Linked DNA regions of Mus musculus: region 1 is linked to region 2. The links are chromatin contacts, called in public HiChIP or PLAC-seq maps. All regions are on one chromosome and are shown on one strand. Each heading gives the region's core, a stretch centred on a gene start, on an enhancer-like site or on the middle of the called end of the contact. The rest is flanking DNA. Distances are from core to core; before and after follow the strand shown. Region 1 has its middle 39 kb from the start of Gm37065. Region 2 overlaps Cd244a (CD244 molecule A).

The links. HiChIP or PLAC-seq counts read pairs in DNA pulled down with a chosen protein or histone mark.
Region 1: a contact with region 2 is called in an H3K27ac HiChIP or PLAC-seq map of microglia, with 6 times the contacts expected there. The contact joins two enhancer-like sites. A contact is called at or near these places in 1 of 39 promoter capture datasets (hippocampal neurons), 1 of 484 Hi-C or Micro-C datasets (nephron progenitors), 1 of 115 datasets of contacts at active chromatin or transcription factors (microglia) and 3 of 9 other capture datasets (adipose tissue, embryonic stem cells and liver).

The regions. Positions count from the first base shown.
Region 1 is chr1:171,956,286-171,959,967 of GRCm38.p6, reverse strand. No RefSeq gene overlaps it. Among named protein-coding and RNA genes, the nearest start is that of Gm37065, 39 kb to the right of the region's middle. Within about 2 kb of position 2,372, at least 29 of the 459 cell types and tissues checked have an H3K27ac peak or open chromatin away from gene starts, as enhancers often do. A contact at or near this core is called in microglia, where this site is marked.
Region 2 is chr1:171,575,417-171,579,039 of GRCm38.p6, reverse strand. It overlaps Cd244a (CD244 molecule A), which reads right to left. Exons shown (of 9, transcript NM_018729.2): 4 at 1,693-1,797; 5 at 1,071-1,225. Among named protein-coding and RNA genes, the nearest start is that of Gm35200, 15 kb to the right of the region's middle. Within about 2 kb of position 2,144, at least 13 of the 459 cell types and tissues checked have an H3K27ac peak or open chromatin away from gene starts, as enhancers often do. A contact at or near this core is called in microglia, where this site is marked.

The DNA.
Region 1 (3,682 bases), core at 1,123-3,622, 380 kb before region 2:
CCAAGGCGTAGAAGAATTGTACCAGACTTGGTGGCCCAGGTCTTACAAACAGCCCAAAAGAGTCTTGTTGCAGGGGAAGGACCTTACCAGTTTTTAAGTTTTTCTAGCTTTTTGTTTTTAGCAGGATGAGCTAAATAACCCAGGCCTGAGGCCACATCTCTTCTCAGTTGGGACCATGTAGATTTTTGCAGGACTAGAAGTCAAGATGCATCAGGAACACTGACGAAATAAACAGGAGATGTGTGAAATGGGTGGAATCCTGAGTGAATGTGTATTGTTGACTAGGCTCAGCCAAGCCAAGAACCCCAGTGCCTCAGACCCATGGAAATGGCAAGGCCTTCTCCTTGTCTGGGTTTGCATGTTGAAGTAGCCTGCAGAAAGCATTCACCACAGCTCCCTCTTCCCAGATAACTACAGCCCATGACAGCTCATCCCTCTACAGAGATGGGCTAACCCACCTCCTCATCAACCATATATAATAAACCCACCTCCTTGTTTCAGCCATACATAAAGAATGTGCTGAGTTCCAGGTTGCTGCTGGTCGGTCTCCAGCAGAGAGTGCCTGGCTCATGCAATCCTAGCATCCCTATATGTGTCTGTCTGTTCTTCCTCATGCCCTTAGCATGCCAGTCAGGCCAAATCCAAAGCTATGCAGGTCACAGCGAGTTTCAGACCTATGGTATGTCTTATTGGCCAGAAGCACATCATGTGGCTTCTTCCAGCTGCAGAGAAGCTGGGGGTGGAATATTTCAATTTGTACAGTCCCCTTGTTAGATAGAGGTTGGCAAAGGGGAAAAGAGGGAGAAATGTTAGAACCCAAGTAAGCAACTTGGATTATATCTCTTCCCTTCACTTACAAGCCATCAGGTACTAGGACTTGTACAGATCGTTCCATATTGTAATGAAGAGCATTAGCTAAAGGACACAAACTTGGGGACAATGGAGCTTCTACAAATTAGTGGCAGTTAATATCATTCAGGCACATAGGACTATTCTTGGTTTTATTGTTTCCCTCTCTTACTTACTGTAAATCTTTTAAAATCATTTTAAATTTTGTTTATTATGTATGTATGTGTATATGTATGTATATATGTATGTATTTATTTATTTGTGTGTGATGCCCATATCATACATATGTTCATAACACACATATGGAGGTCAGAAGACAACTTTCAAGAGTCAGTTCTCTCCTACCATGTGTGTTCTGGGGATGGATGGAGCTCAGGATATTGGGCTTTGCAGCAAGTGTCTTTGCTAAGAGCCATCTGGACAGTCCTATTGTGAATATTTAACTTCAACTATTTTCTGTAAGTCTGTTCCTTAGAGCCTCTCCACTCTCAGCTGACTGCAGTCTGCTGAGAAAATTGAGGCCATCATATATGAAATTCCTCAACTTCCCATCTTATTCCCAAGACCCATAGTTGTAGTATTTACCTCATCCACATCCATTATGCCACACACTACTTTATGTTGATTTTACTTTTTGTACCCTAACATTTGATATCATGTGGTAGCAAGCATACCATTAGTATTAGCTGGACATTTATTGAAACCTCTTTGCAGGACTTAGCCACATCAATTATTCCTTCTTCTAAATATGTTTTTTCCTGTACCTTCAACTCTTAGTTTATACTTACTCAAATATGTATTTAAAATGTTTATTTGTTTACTTATTTGTATGTATGTATTTATCTACTACGTATGTATGTGCATGTATGCAAGCCATAGCATGCTTGTAGAGTTCAGAGGACAACTTGCAGAAGTTGGTACTCTCTTTCCACTGTGAGAGGTCCTGGGGATCAAACATAGGTGTTCAGGCTTGGCAACAAACGACTTTATCTGTTGAGCTATCTTGCCCACCTTCTAAATTTGTATTTTAAGATTTATTTTTATTTGCGTATGTGTGGGTGAGAGAGAGAGAAGAGGGAAGGGAGGGAGGGAGAGAAAAAGAGAGAGACAGAGACAGACAGACAGACACAGAGAGAGAGAGAGAGAGAGAGAGAGAGAGAGAGAGAGAGAGAGAGAGAATGCTATGTGTGCGGTACCTGCAGAATCCAGAAGATGGTGTTGGATTCCCCTGGATCTGAAGTTGCAGGTGGATTTGAACTGCCCAACGTGCTAGAATCGTACTTGGGTCCACCAAACTGTTTATCAAGACCCTCAAATTTGTATTTTGAGTCTGATATCACAAAAGATAGCAATCCCCCAACAACCCCCTTCTTCACGTGTGTTTGCAGCCCCTCATTGCTAACATGTGCTCTCTCCTAGAGAAAGACAGGTGTGTGTTCTCTGCTGAGCTCAGCTTCTGAGAAAATGGTCTCCAGTTTCAGTTTCCACTTCACTTCCACCTCTTCCTGTCATTTCTCAAGTCCTTGCTTTCCAGCTACAGTGAGAGTAGATGCTCCCTGCCGACTTCCTCCTTTCTCTCCAGACTCATATATTACTTTTCTGGAGAATTTGCTGACACATCTTTTATTTCTTGCAACTCTCCCCTTCCTTGAATTCTGTGAGGCTAGGTTCTTCCAGTTCTCCTAACTTCTATCAATTCCTGTTTCTCTTCCTGTTGGGTTCCCTGCCACTAATGCTCTTACCTAGGGCTCTTGTTATGTGATCAGCTTTCCCCACACCACACGGTATTTGCACAGTCTCAGCAGTACCCTGGCTCCAGCTTCCACTCAAATGAAAATGCTTCCCAAATGTGTAAGTCTCCAACCATATGATTTTGTTCATCTCTAAAAGATGTGAGGGGAAAAGCAGATGATGTGTATATCTGGAAGACCATCTAGGGAGGGGAACTGGAGACTTCAGAGATAAGAGTGTACTTATCGTATATGAAGAATGACAAGGGAGTCGGTGAGGATGAAGCTGAAGTCTAGGAGGAAAGTAGCAGGTGAGGACAGACAAGCAATCAGGAGGGGTCAAGTCTTAGGCTTACGGACCATTACAGACCATGAAGTGTTAGGCTTAGGGACCGTTTTAATGACTCTAGCTTTTATTGAGCTAAGAAGCACCAGGAGGGATGGAGTAGAGAGTTAGGTTCTATTGAGGGGAACTTGTGAAGAATAACACAAGAACCAGAGTGACCCAGCAGGACGCTAGCACAGTCTGTTGATGTTGGTTCTGGTGTTGGGTTCTGGACCAGGGAACCAGCAGGGGAGAGGCAGGGGAGCAGCTGATTGCAGGTCTACTTTGAAGGGAGAAGCAATAGTGTGTGAGCACAGATTGGGTGGGAAGAGCAAGAGGTAAAGGAGGATTCCAGTGTTTTTGTCGAAGCAGCTGGAAAGACAGGTTGCAATTTGATGGGTTATTTCGCTGCCAGTGAAATGAGCCAATTCAATTCAGGTTAGATTATATTAAAGGCAGGTTTATTGGGAAACTTCTCGTGGGCCAGTTCAGTAGCACCAAGGGCTGAGACTAGGGAAGTCGTCATGGGAAGAGGTTGGGGAGAGGCTGGGGAGAGGAGAAAGAAAGGGTGTACACACACACACACACACACACACACACACACACACACACACACACACAAAGAAGTGAAGGAGAGACAGAGACAGCAAATGGAGAGGTGGGGGAGGGGAGGGAGGAAGAGGAGGGGAGATTGGAAGGGAGAAGAGAGAGAGCTTGAGTTTGAGCAGGAAGAGCAAAGTGCCTGGAATATATGGGGAGGAGCCTCTGGGGAAGGGCA
Region 2 (3,623 bases), core at 895-3,394:
GAGCACTGACAGATATCACAAAAGAAGAGGTCTCCATGAGTAGAGGGGTGTGAAACTGGGAGAACTTCATTATCAAACAGCCCAGAATGAGAGTAGATGAGAAGTATGTTTGGCAGTGGACCTGCAGCAAGGAACATCCCAGGAACCAACAACCTGACAGGTTCCCTGTCTCTTCCTTCACTTTAGTAACAGAGAACTTCCTTGCCTTTGCTGACTTCTGGTTGAAAGTTGCCAGCATAAGCACTGACAGTGGGCAGAGCTCTCTTCAGACTTGTGGTCTGAACCTTTCCTCTTTAGGGCACTGAAATTCAGAGGGTTCAACTATTCTAAAGATGTGGCCATCATAAGGCTCATCTCTAGATCCAGGCTTCATGGTCGGCTTACCCTTGCCCTCAATCTAACTCCAGAGCAGAGTGAGAACCTGGGTTCTCTGACCCCAACAAAGTCAGAGAGCACGTGGCCCTTCCTTCTTCCCTCCCCTCATGTCTGCTCAGCAGAGAATTACAGATAGAAGTATTGCATCTTGCATGCCCCCACGTACATAGTGCCAAGTGAGGCTCTCATGGGGGTCAGGAAGGCCAGGAGAGTTCAGTAGCTGAACTCTCCAGAAGAAGCAGAAAAGCAGAGAAACACTGGCCCTTGTTGGCAGCTAGAAGTCAGCAGGAGATTGTTGCTTTGTTCTTCTGTCTAAACCAATGTGAATTGTCTCCAGAAATATCTTCTAATATTGCCCCATCCTCTCCCTCATTTTCCTACTCCTTTTCTTTTCTTTCTTTCTTTTTTTTTTTTTTGAAAAAGTTCTTAAATAATAGGGTAGAACCAGCTGTGGATAATGCACAAAGGAAAGCTGGCCCTGAACGGTTTCTATAAGGGAAGGCAGTGGTAGACACACTCTGCCCTTTGCTATGGATTTCTACTGAGTTCCTCCCCTTGGCAGATCTAGTACAGCACCATGTGACCCCTTCTGCCTATTTCCCATTTTCTCTGCTCTCTCTCTTTTCTCCTTTTCCTCTTTGGGTAGAGCCAGGAAACTGGTGGAGAAGAAAAGCTAGAAGGGAGCTGAACATCACCTCAGAAACACGCCTGTCCAATTCTCTTTGTCCCCTCCCATCTTCCTGGACAGCCGAGGGAGATCCAGAGGCCCTAGAGCATCCTTGTTGATCCCTGCTGGCTCGTGAGTCCTTGACATATTCATATATTGTCAAAGGTTCCTTAGGGCTGAACTCTGTGTGAGGAAGAAAATAAATACTAGAACTTCAGAAAACTTCAGAAGATTTCCTACCCAGGATTCCACTTTGCAACTCACACCTCTACCAAAAATGGTCACTATTTTTAAAATGGCTCTAGAAAACAGGCAGGTTAATGCTCTTGCCAAGATACATAAAGAGCACAAGAGCAATTACCCATGATATAAATCCTCCACCAAGCTAGGAAGTCACCGACCAAACCCAGCACCTTAGATAAATCAACATATTGGGGAACCATGCTGTAAATATAGTCGGCCCACCATAGATAGTGTGAACAGGGGGTTGTAGACTTTGGTTGCCCTTCCCAACCTGTATTCACACATATCCCAACACCTCTCCCAGGAAAAGAAGATGCTGTGTTTAGAGTATAGTCTATAGACACAGGGTCAACCCACTACACCTGAAACCTCAAGCAACAGCATCCGTTCATGAGCCTTCTACTTACGTAACTGCTTCCTCTTCTTAGTCCACACACAGAAACAAATGATGGCCCCGAGAAATAATGTAACTAGAATCACGATGATCACCCCAAAGGGCAGAAATCTGAAATCTGAGGGACACAGACGTTAGGAAGACTGAGCACCCACTGTCCCATATGTTAACTTCAGGAACTATCCCGAACCCACTGTCCTCTCTCAATGGCCTGTCTGCTCACATCCTAGGGACTCCTCACCCTTGTCACTCTTCCTCAGTTGGGTGACAAACTGGTCCAACTTATAAATTCCAGAAGACTGGTGCTGCTTACTCACCTTGCCTGAACAAAGGAGATGTTTCCTGCTTCTGAGAGCTAATTACACGATCTGGTACCTGTAAAACATCTTGTAGTGCAGCTGCTATATCTATCTACTGTTCTAACTCAGCAAATATTCACCACAGACCTACTACTATAAGCCTCCCACTTTTCCTTCCTGTTTCTTCCTTTTTTGAACTTCTACATTCACCATCTGTGTTAGACATGGATACTGATCTGTAATCCACCCAACAAGAAGAGAACAGTAAAGAATTTCACATTACAGGTGCCTGCTAATGAGATTTTCATAAACATTATCTCATTTGATCTTAACAGGAATCTTGTGAGATGCCTCTGACTATCAATCACTCCTGCTACCTAACAGAGTTGGAAACTCATAGAAACTAATTAACCTGCCTACAATCAGAGAATTACAGAAATGATGAAGCAAAGATGGCAGAGGCTCCCAATGTTCCTGTTACTATGCCTTCCCTGACTCCTGTTTGATTATTTGCTGCCCATAAAGAACTTAGTTTTGTTCCCCACCACTTGAAGAAAAGTTCATGAATAATAGGGTTGAACCAGTTCTGGCTAACACACAACGGGGAACTGGTTCTGGTCAGAGATCCTTCACAGTTTATATAGTTTCTAACCATAACACTGTATTTTTACACAAGCTTTAACCTGCAAAACTCTTTTAGGTCCCAGAAACTTGGAACAATTAAACGTGATTTACAGAAACAGAAACTGAAAGTTTGGCTCTTTGGGGACATTTCCGATGAAAAGATATTTTTAGGTATCTTGAGATAGGCCAGACATGATTTTCCGGGGCAGATGTTAACCATGGTCACCTTGCCTGGCAGAAGTGTGCTTCTCCTGATAAAAGGCAGAGAGAGGGCTTAAAAAGCAACTATCAGCCAGGGTCATCTTCTCTAAACCTCCCCTGCTCCATTTGGTATGGGAAAGAATCCTAAGGGGTAGCTGGAAGAGGCAGAGTCTTCTCCTTTGAACTTCCCAGTGACAGTGGCCCTTCCACTGCATTCTCTTTTGTGTAACTTCAAGTTTTTAAGCAAATATATTGGCAGGGAGATACTTTATAATGTTAGCTTATTACTTCAGTTTTCTCCTTCAGTATCTATACTTTGAGTTAATCCTATTCGGAACTGTAATTCCACAGAGGGGTCCTAGCATTCCTGCAGGATTCCTGCAGAAGGGACTCCTGGTTTTCTTAGCAGCAATCTTCTGGGGGCAAAGAATTCTTCCTGGGTGTTTTGATCTGGCTGCTTGCTAAGAAGTTGGAAACTACACTCACTTGGGGGCCTGTCACTGAAGAAAGGAGGCTCAGAGGCACAGGCTACTGGGTGGATTAGTGGCTCAGGGCACTATCATGATGGGGCTGCACTTCCTAGCCAGCTCTGCCCACAGCCATGCAATTTTCCTTAGGACTAAAGTGACTGATGGGAGACCTGCATGCAGAGTCCAGGCCTGAAGGTGGCACCTGGAATACTTCAGGTCCAGTCCTGTGGGAACCTAAGTGTGTTCCAGGGAAAGCTTCTGAGAACCGACTCCTTGTGCTTTCTCAGTGTTTCTCTCCTCTGAGAAAAAGGAGACGTACCTGACCACAAGATAAGAAAATGCACTTTATG